Linked DNA regions of Mus musculus: region 2 is linked to region 1. A link is a contact called in public HiChIP or PLAC-seq data. All regions are on one chromosome and are shown on one strand. Each heading gives the region's core, a stretch centred on a gene start, on an enhancer-like site or on the middle of the called end of the contact. The rest is flanking DNA. Distances are from core to core; before and after follow the strand shown. Region 1 overlaps Klhl7 (kelch-like 7). Region 2 holds the start of Agap3 (ArfGAP with GTPase domain, ankyrin repeat and PH domain 3).

Region 1 (3,778 bases), core at 438-2,937:
GCCCTTAACAGGTAGGGACTGGGGGATGATAAGGAGAACTTGGAGGCCAGGTTCATTTTCACATTAAATGGCAAGCACATCAGCCATTTGTCCTAGTTTTGAAACTTAACAAAATGAAAAGAAGCAAACTCGGCAAGAGAAATACAAAATGTACAGTTTGAGGAGAAAAAGCGCAGCAGGAAGTGTAATACTGGAACCAAGTCTTGTGCTCCAGGAGATATGAAGTTTAAAGAAAGGTTGGATTCAAAATAGAATACAGGAATTGGTACCCTTAGGGTGAGGCTGCACCCAGTTAATCTTGTAACCCGAAAGTCATCAGCAAGTCAAATGTAAGTTAAAGAGGGGATTCCGCTCCTGTCCCCAGCAAGCAGAAGAAATGGGCGGGATCAGCCACCTAGTTCTGTTTTTTTTCAAGGCATATACATGAAAGTGGCGTGGAACCTTCTTCTGCAGTTCAAGAAAGCTGTGAAGGCTAGGCTGGTGGCAGGGGGAGTTTGAGCATAGAGACCCAGAGAGGCCATTGTATGAAGCCATGAAGATGAACCGGATTGCATTGAAGACCCCTAAGAAAGCTCTCAGAGATGCCAGAGCCAGGGAATGCTGGCTAAGTAGGGGTGCAGACAGGATGTAGAACACGAGGGAAGTGTGCTACAGTCAGCAAAGCTGGAAGAGGCATCTAATATACACTTTGACATCAGACATAGAGATACTGGTTTGAAGTTTACCCTACTGGTTTTCAAACTTACTTTGATCCAGTATTTCCTTACTATGCCTTTCTTCGCTTTTAGAATTGACTATTCTGTGCCATTATATGTTGGATGTATATGATCTGCTTTTTGATTCTACAGGAGGTTACAGTTAAAAGATTACCTTGAGTTTCCGAGAGATTTTGGACTTTTAAGCAGTCTTTTTTTTTTTTTTTTTTTTTTTTTTTTGCCTTTATAAGGAGGCTTTATTGTTAATTATTTACCTTAATAGTCTCAGAAAGAAGAACAGATTAGCTCAGTCCAACATGATTTGCAGTTGGCAAAATCTAGTGAAGCAAGTGTTCTGATTGCTAAGGATTTAATCTGGGTGCTTTTAATACTTAGCCATCTAACACTTTCAACATAATCCAGAACTATGCATCAGCCCCTCCTTTTCCCTTTACCACCACACCTACCTCCCTTCATTACGGAAATATCTTCATTAAATATGATTCCCAGAGGACAGGTTCCCTGGAGCAAATAGCCATGAGGACAGTGCACAAAAAGAAAACTGAAAATAAAACTCTGTATGATAATTTACTAATCTAAGGAAACAAAACCTTCCAATATATTAAGAAATAAATCCAGTTACAAATGCACTAGTAGGTCTGTGTGGAGGCTCTGGCAGAGTAACTGAGAACAGCCAGTTATTTACAAGAGACACAAGCAGGAAGGGCGCACCTAGCCCAGCAAGGGCCTCAGAAGCCAAAAGTGTTCTCTCCGCTGTAGGCCACATACAAGAATCCATCTTCCTCTTTTTCCTTCTCGTAAAGCTGTCCCATAGTTAGGCTGGACTGTGGGACTGTCTTGTCCACAAACAGGAAGATGGCCTTCTCGGAGGGAAGCTGGATCCTTTTCCTGATGATCCACATGAACTGAGCCACAGTGATGTCAGAGGGGACCAAGTACTTCCTCTTGTCTATGTCAACAATCTGAGAGCCCGAGACTTTTTCCACGATCACCGGAACTCGGTCGGGGTACTTCGCTCTGATCTTCGCGGATTCCACGCATCTGTGTTCCAGAGAGTGGTCCTCCTTAAACATCCACTTCATGGCGACGGGAAGCGACGGAGCCGGCTCTTCGAGCCGCGGACTTCGGCGAAGCGACCACAACCTTAAGCAGTCTTAAAACTGAAAGACTGTGGGGACTTTTAAAGTTCTACTGAATGCATTTTGCATTATGATAGTGCTACAAGCCTATGGGGGCCAGGGAGTGGAATGTTTGAAAGATAATGGTCTCCATAGGCTTATGTTTGAATTCTTGGGTTCCCTGTTGGTAGAACTATTTGGAAAGGATTACCAGGTATAGCTTTTCTGGGAAGTAGTTGCCCCTTTAATTCCAGTACTCGGGAGGCAGAGGCAGGTGGATCTCTGAGTTCAAGGCCAGCCTGGTCTACAGAGTGAGTTCCAGGACAGCTAGGGCTACAGGAAAAAAACAAAACAAAACAAAAAAAAAAACCTCCAAAATACCCAAAACCCATAAATGAATGAATGAATGAATGAATGAATGAATGAATGAATGAATGAATTGTATGGTTTTGTTGGAATGGGTGTGACCTTGTTGGAGGATAGTGTCAAAGGGAGTGAGCTCTGAGATTTCAAAAGCCCACACCAGGTCCCATCTCTGCCCGCCTGCCCCATGCCTTGGCTGTTGTCTTTTTAAATAAAGGGCTAAAGGACTAATCCTCTGAAACTGTAAGCAAGCTCCCAATAAATGCTTTCTTCTCTAAGTTGCTTTAGTCATAGTATCTCTTCATAGCAGTGAACTGTAACTAAGGTAGCAATTTATTTTAACAAGTGTAGTGGTTTGAATAGGTATGCCTCATACACTTGCGTTTAAATGCTTGGATGGTAGAAAATGGCACTATTGGAAAGTGTGGCCTTGTTAGAGTAGGTGTGGCCTTGTTGGAGGAATTGTTTCACTGTGGAGGCAGGCTTTGAGGTTATATATATTCAAGCTACACCCAGTGACACACACAGTCAGGCCCCTTCTGCTATCTGTGGATCCAGATGTAAACCTCTCAGCTCCATCTTCAGCATGGTGTTTGCCTGTGTGCCACTATGTTTTCTACCTTAATGATAACGGACTACACCTCTGAACTGTAAGCCAGACTAAATTAAATGTTTTTATAAGAGTTGCTGTGGTCATAGTGTCTCTTCACAGCAATGAAACTCAAACTAAGACAACAAGCATAATTCATATCATAACTGAAGATAACATAGGTCAGATGAAATGCTATAATAAATATGAAAGAATAAACTAAACCCTCTAGAATGTCTTAGGGGGGATTTAAACAAAGTTACTATTTCAGTCTGCTTTTTGCTGTGGTAAAACACTGTCATGAACTGGGTAGTTAATAAATAGTGGAAGTTTTGATGAAACAGCAGTTGAGGCAGTATGTGAGGCTGGATCACCTGGGCTATTTGTTTTGTCTTCATTGGTGTCTGGTCCTTTTTCTCTGAAAACACATAAACTTTCACAAGTAATACACATTTCTACATTAACACATATGAAATGTACACTATGCACATATCAGTTAAAGATAGTTCTCTGCTCCATGTTTGAGATAGTGAAAGATATCTTTCTTAAGTTAGTTTGGAGTGTATAAGCAAGCTTCAATATAAATCTCCATCCATGCGATATGAAAAGATGGCATGTAATAAAAAGTCATGAGGATGCTGTAGCCAACAAGATTTATGGAAATATATGGACATTTAAGTCTCAGCCAGTCTCAGAGCTATTCCCATGTAGAGGAGCCAGCATATAAATCACATGCCTTCTTGGTCTTGCTGATTTCTTTCTTCTTGTCTGCAGCCAAGATCTCCAGGGGGTTTCCTCCTGTCAAATTTGGATTTCTAACAATTTAGATGTGTCTTAGGATTTTGTTGCTGTGAAACAATAGTATGAACAGACACTATAACCAAGGCTGCTCTTATAAGGACCACATTTAATTGGGGCTGGCTTACAAGTTCAGAGGTTCAGTTTTACAGGTTCAGGTTTACAGGTTCAGAGCTTGGCAGTGTCCAGGCAGG
Region 2 (4,280 bases), core at 1,587-4,086, 330 kb after region 1:
TTTCTTCATATTTCTTCATTTATGCTATATTTGAGTATATATGTTTTATATGCTAGGTATTGTGCAAGATACTGGGCATATAATGCTTTCTCTCCTTGCCCTCACTGATACATACTAATAGAGGAACAGATATGCAGATAGACAATCAATGAATGTTAAGGTAGGCATGTGCTGGTGGCTGGGGCAGCACTTTGGAGTGTTTCCCTCCCTCTCAAGTTCTGGGGAACTTCTTGCTGCCAATTCTAAGAATCTAACAGAGATGCTATAGGTTTGTTGGTTTGTATTTTTATTTTTCAAGACAGGGTTTCTATATGTAGCCCTGACCTGGAACTCTTGATGTAGAGCAGGCTGGCCTTGAACTCACAGAGATCTTCTGCCTCTGCTTCCTGAGTGCTGGGATTGAAACCATGCACCTCCACCACCTGGCCAGAGTATTAATATTAGTTTTAGAATTGTAAAGTAGAACTATACTTTTTTTTTTATGAGAAAAGCTATATTTTTGTTGAACTACTTCAGTTTTCAGATTAAGACCAGAAATTTTACAAGACATTCCTAACATCATACAGATAGAAGCTCGCATCACTCAATAGTTGGGAGTTGATTGGTTTGTGCCTGATCCTTTGGAAACTAAGAGAAATATGGGAAGGTGTGTAAAAAGTAAAATACTAGGAAATTTTATTTTGGGGAAAAGTCCAAGTTGCCCTTTGAAGTGGAAATGAGTGTAAAAAAAGATGACATGTGGGCTGGAAAGATGGCTCATCGGTTAAGAGCAGTGGCTGTTCTTTCAGAGGACTTAGGCTCACTTCTCATTATACCACACGGCAACTCAAGAGTCTCTATAACTCCGGTCCCAGAGGATACTGACCTTCACAGGCAGCAGGTACTTGTCTGTACATAATACATATATGTACACACACAGGGGATACACCATACACATATAGAGCTATGTGTAGAGCATTTGCCCAGGAGGGTTAGTAAGGCTCAGCAGAGAGGTCTGCAGGACATGTATCAATGGTGAACTGACCCCTTAAGGTCATATTGATTACTATGTTGATTAAGTTAATTAAAAGTTTTAAGTTTTTATTAATGGTCAGACCAAGAGTTGCTTTTCATCTCTGAAGTCTGTTGGTGTCCAAGCTCAGGGGTACAGAGTTAAAAGGCAAAATGCACAAAGACCATAATCTACATCAAAGTTAGATGAGGGTTATACAAACCTTGAAACATTTATGCCTGACATAGCATAATTATTTCAGACATAATAAGACTTTTTTTTTTCTTGTGACAGGGTTTTTCTGTGTAGCCCTAGCAGGTCTTCAACTCATGGATCTGCTGCCCCTGCCTCTGCTGGGATTAAAGGTGTGCACCTCACCACTGCCTAGTGTTGCTTTTCATTTTTGAGACAGAGTTGGTGATCTAGATTCTGCCTTCCTAACGCCAGGACTTTAGTCATGTACTCAGATTCAGCTGGTTTTGGGTTTTTTGTTTGTTTGTTTTTTAAAAAAAGGTCATATATAGCCCAGGTTGGCTTTGAACTCCCTATTAAGCTCAGGCTGTCCTTGAACTAATCCTCCTACTGTATGGCCCCTGTGCTGGGCTAACGTGTACATCATGATACCTGGCATCCTCTAGCAGATTTATTCCACAGGGTCATTCCCTTGCACATGCCACCTCCAGGTTTGAGGATCTGTGTTGGGGATGTGGGTTAACACAGCTGAAGACAACTTTGATAATGGGAATACAGAAGAACTGGGACACTGAAGGGTGATCTCTGGCCCTAGGAAGGCATAGGATAGACAGGGTCTATCAAGAAAAGACAAGGTCTGTCAAGAAAAATTATGAGACCCATGTGGGTTCTGCTGAGTTTCTGTAATGAACCAATGGGCCCTTTTCAGTATGGCAGGGAGGGTCTTTTGGGAGAGGGCTGTCACTGGGAGATAAGAATTGGGACGCTGTTGTTTCAAGCTTGCAGGGTCTCTTGAGTGAAACTCTCAGAGAGAACTGGACATAGGAACGGGGAGCCCGTCCCAGTCTCTCAGGTGCAGTCGACAGTGGAGACTGGGGGCCCGGGGGCCGGGGTCGGGGGCAGAGAGCCAGGGAAGAGAACCCTGGCAAGATCCCTAGGGCTGACCTCGAGGCCTGGAGACAGAGGAGCTGCTGCAGCACTAAAAGAAAGAGGGTGGCGCCCCTGGGCGAGCTTCTCCGCCAATCAGTCCCACTTATCAGCACCCTCAGGCACAGAGAACAGTTCTGAGTAGCCCAAGGATTCCACACGGGCCTAGAGCGACGTAGAGAGGTAGCAATGACAGCTGGCCGGACGTGGGGACAGCGTGATCGTGTCCCCAGGCGGGAGGCCCTCGAGGCTTCTGTCTAGCTTTGGGGCGGGTTAGCGGGCGGAAGGGCCTACGCGGGTGGGTGGGGCCGCGCGTCGCGGCCAGCACGCGGTTCTTGGGGGTGGAGGCTAAGGCGCTTGCGAGAGAGGAGGGGCGGGGGCGCAGGGCGACGCTGGAGGGGCGGGGGCGGCTGGGAGGGGGCTAGGCTGCGTGTGCCGGAGCCGGCGGGGGCGGCGGTGCGTGCGCATGACGCGGGGGGAGGGCCCGGGCCGCGCGCTCCCGGTCCCGTTGTTGTTGCCGCTGGAGGCAGCTCCGAGGCGGCGGGATCTCAGCGCGGGTAAACGCCGGGCGGCGGCCCCAGCGTGCGCGGCCGCGCCTTCTGGCCTCGGCTCCGGGCCTCATGCGCTAGACCGGCGCCGCGCGCTTAGTAGTTAGGGTTCCGCCAGCCCCGCGCGCCTGGTCGCTGCCGCCGCCGCCGCCGCCGCGCCGCCCCAGGCCCTGGCTGGGCCCGCTTCGGGGCCCGCGCCTCCGGAGCCATGAACTTCCAGGCAGGCGGGGGCCAGAGTCCTCAGCAGCAGCAGAGCCTGGCGGCTCCGGGGACCGGCGGCGGCGGCGGCGGCGGCGCGGGGGGCGGCGGGCAGTTCGGCGGCGCGGGGCCCGGAGCCGGGGGTGGCGGCCCCTCGCAGCAGCTGGCTGGCGGCCCCCCCCAGCAGTTCGCGCTCTCCAACTCGGCCGCTATCCGAGCCGAGATCCAACGCTTCGAGTCGGTACACCCCAACATCTACGCCATCTACGACCTGATCGAGCGAATCGAGGATTTGGCGCTGCAGAACCAGATCCGGGAGCACGTCATCTCCATCGAGGGTGAGCGGAGCCGGGGGCCTGCGGGAGCTGAGACGCGGTGGCCTTTGCAGCGCTGGCCGGTGGCGGGTGGGGGGCGAGGGTCCTTCACGGCCTCGGCCCTGCCCCTTTCTGGCGCTCAGGGGTCTTATGGAGCTGAGGTTCACGGTTTGCTAACCCCCACTGCAGAACCCTAGTCCAGGTTTTTCCATGTCTCATACAGGAACACTTTTTTTTAGGGGCGGTGGGCTCGGTCCAGTGTCAGTGGACACGTTTTTTGTTTTTTGTTTTTTTTCCTCCGTGACCTGGGATGTGAAGATGGTTGTCGCTCCAAGGACTGATGCGCTGAGTCGCCAAAGACCGGGAGGGCCTGGGGCCACATCTGGCTAGGCACGGTCAGGCTCGCTGGGTGCGACGGAAGACCTTGGTGGGTCGTGAAGGTGGGGCTAATGCCTGAGAGTAATCTTAGCAGCTGCCCTGGCCCAGCCGGGCTGTAGGGGTGGAGGATCAGAGAGAGCTTTGGGTTAGTGGATGGCAGCCTTCCTGGGCCTCTCCTGCAGGCTTTGGAGGGTGGCGCTCCCCGCGGCGCCCTCTCCCGACGCACACCCACCCCCACGCTTCTGCGGTCGGGCGGGCGCGGGCCTGGCCTGGGTGCAGGACTGGGGAGCTGTGGCCGCGTGGGAGACTCTGGATGAACCCTCTGCGCTTGCCAGTCCCTTCTAACCCCCAGGCATCCATGTGGATGTCAGGATGCTGACTGACCTCCAGGGAGGTCGGGCCTGGATGTAGGGGGACTGTAAACCTCAGGCCATGCACTGCTCCTACTAATGTTCCTTTCTGTGGGCACATGGGCCTGAACCCTGGCAACTGAAAGGCACGTTAATTGGGGGGCACACTGCTGGCAAGAAGCCCCACAACCTTTGGTGTAGTGGAGGCTGGCTGGCAGTAGCAACAGGCACCCCAGTGGCAGTGTTGACCTTCTAGCAAGCTTGGACAGATGGGCCTCGCCTTGGTCCATCTGCTTCTTTTTCCAACTCTGCTTGAAGGGGGACGCCCACCAGCAGGTGGTGGGTTCCGCCTTAGTGGCAATGCAGGGAGCAAGGCTAGTTG

The links. HiChIP or PLAC-seq counts read pairs in DNA pulled down with a chosen protein or histone mark.
Region 2: a contact with region 1 is called in an H3K27ac HiChIP or PLAC-seq map of microglia, with 5 times the contacts expected there. The contact joins the promoter of Agap3 here to the enhancer-like site in region 1. A contact is called at or near these places in 2 of 39 promoter capture datasets (the SN4741 cell line and neural stem cells), 3 of 484 Hi-C or Micro-C datasets (embryonic stem cells and stem cell-derived motor neurons), 5 of 115 datasets of contacts at active chromatin or transcription factors (embryonic stem cells, extraembryonic endoderm stem cells, memory CD8 T cells and 1 more) and 1 of 9 other capture datasets (embryonic stem cells).

The regions. Positions count from the first base shown.
Region 1 is chr5:24,116,869-24,120,646 of GRCm38.p6, forward strand. All of the region lies in intron 1 of Klhl7 (kelch-like 7), which reads left to right. It also overlaps the pseudogene Gm3724. Among named protein-coding and RNA genes, the nearest start is that of Klhl7, 18 kb to the left of the region's middle. Within about 2 kb of position 1,688, at least 3 of the 459 cell types and tissues checked have an H3K27ac peak or open chromatin away from gene starts, as enhancers often do. A contact at or near this core is called in microglia, where this site is marked.
Region 2 is chr5:24,449,341-24,453,620 of GRCm38.p6, forward strand. It overlaps Agap3 (ArfGAP with GTPase domain, ankyrin repeat and PH domain 3), which reads left to right and starts at 2,837. Exons shown (of 18, transcript NM_139153.2): 1 at 2,837-3,194. The coding sequence starts at 2,867.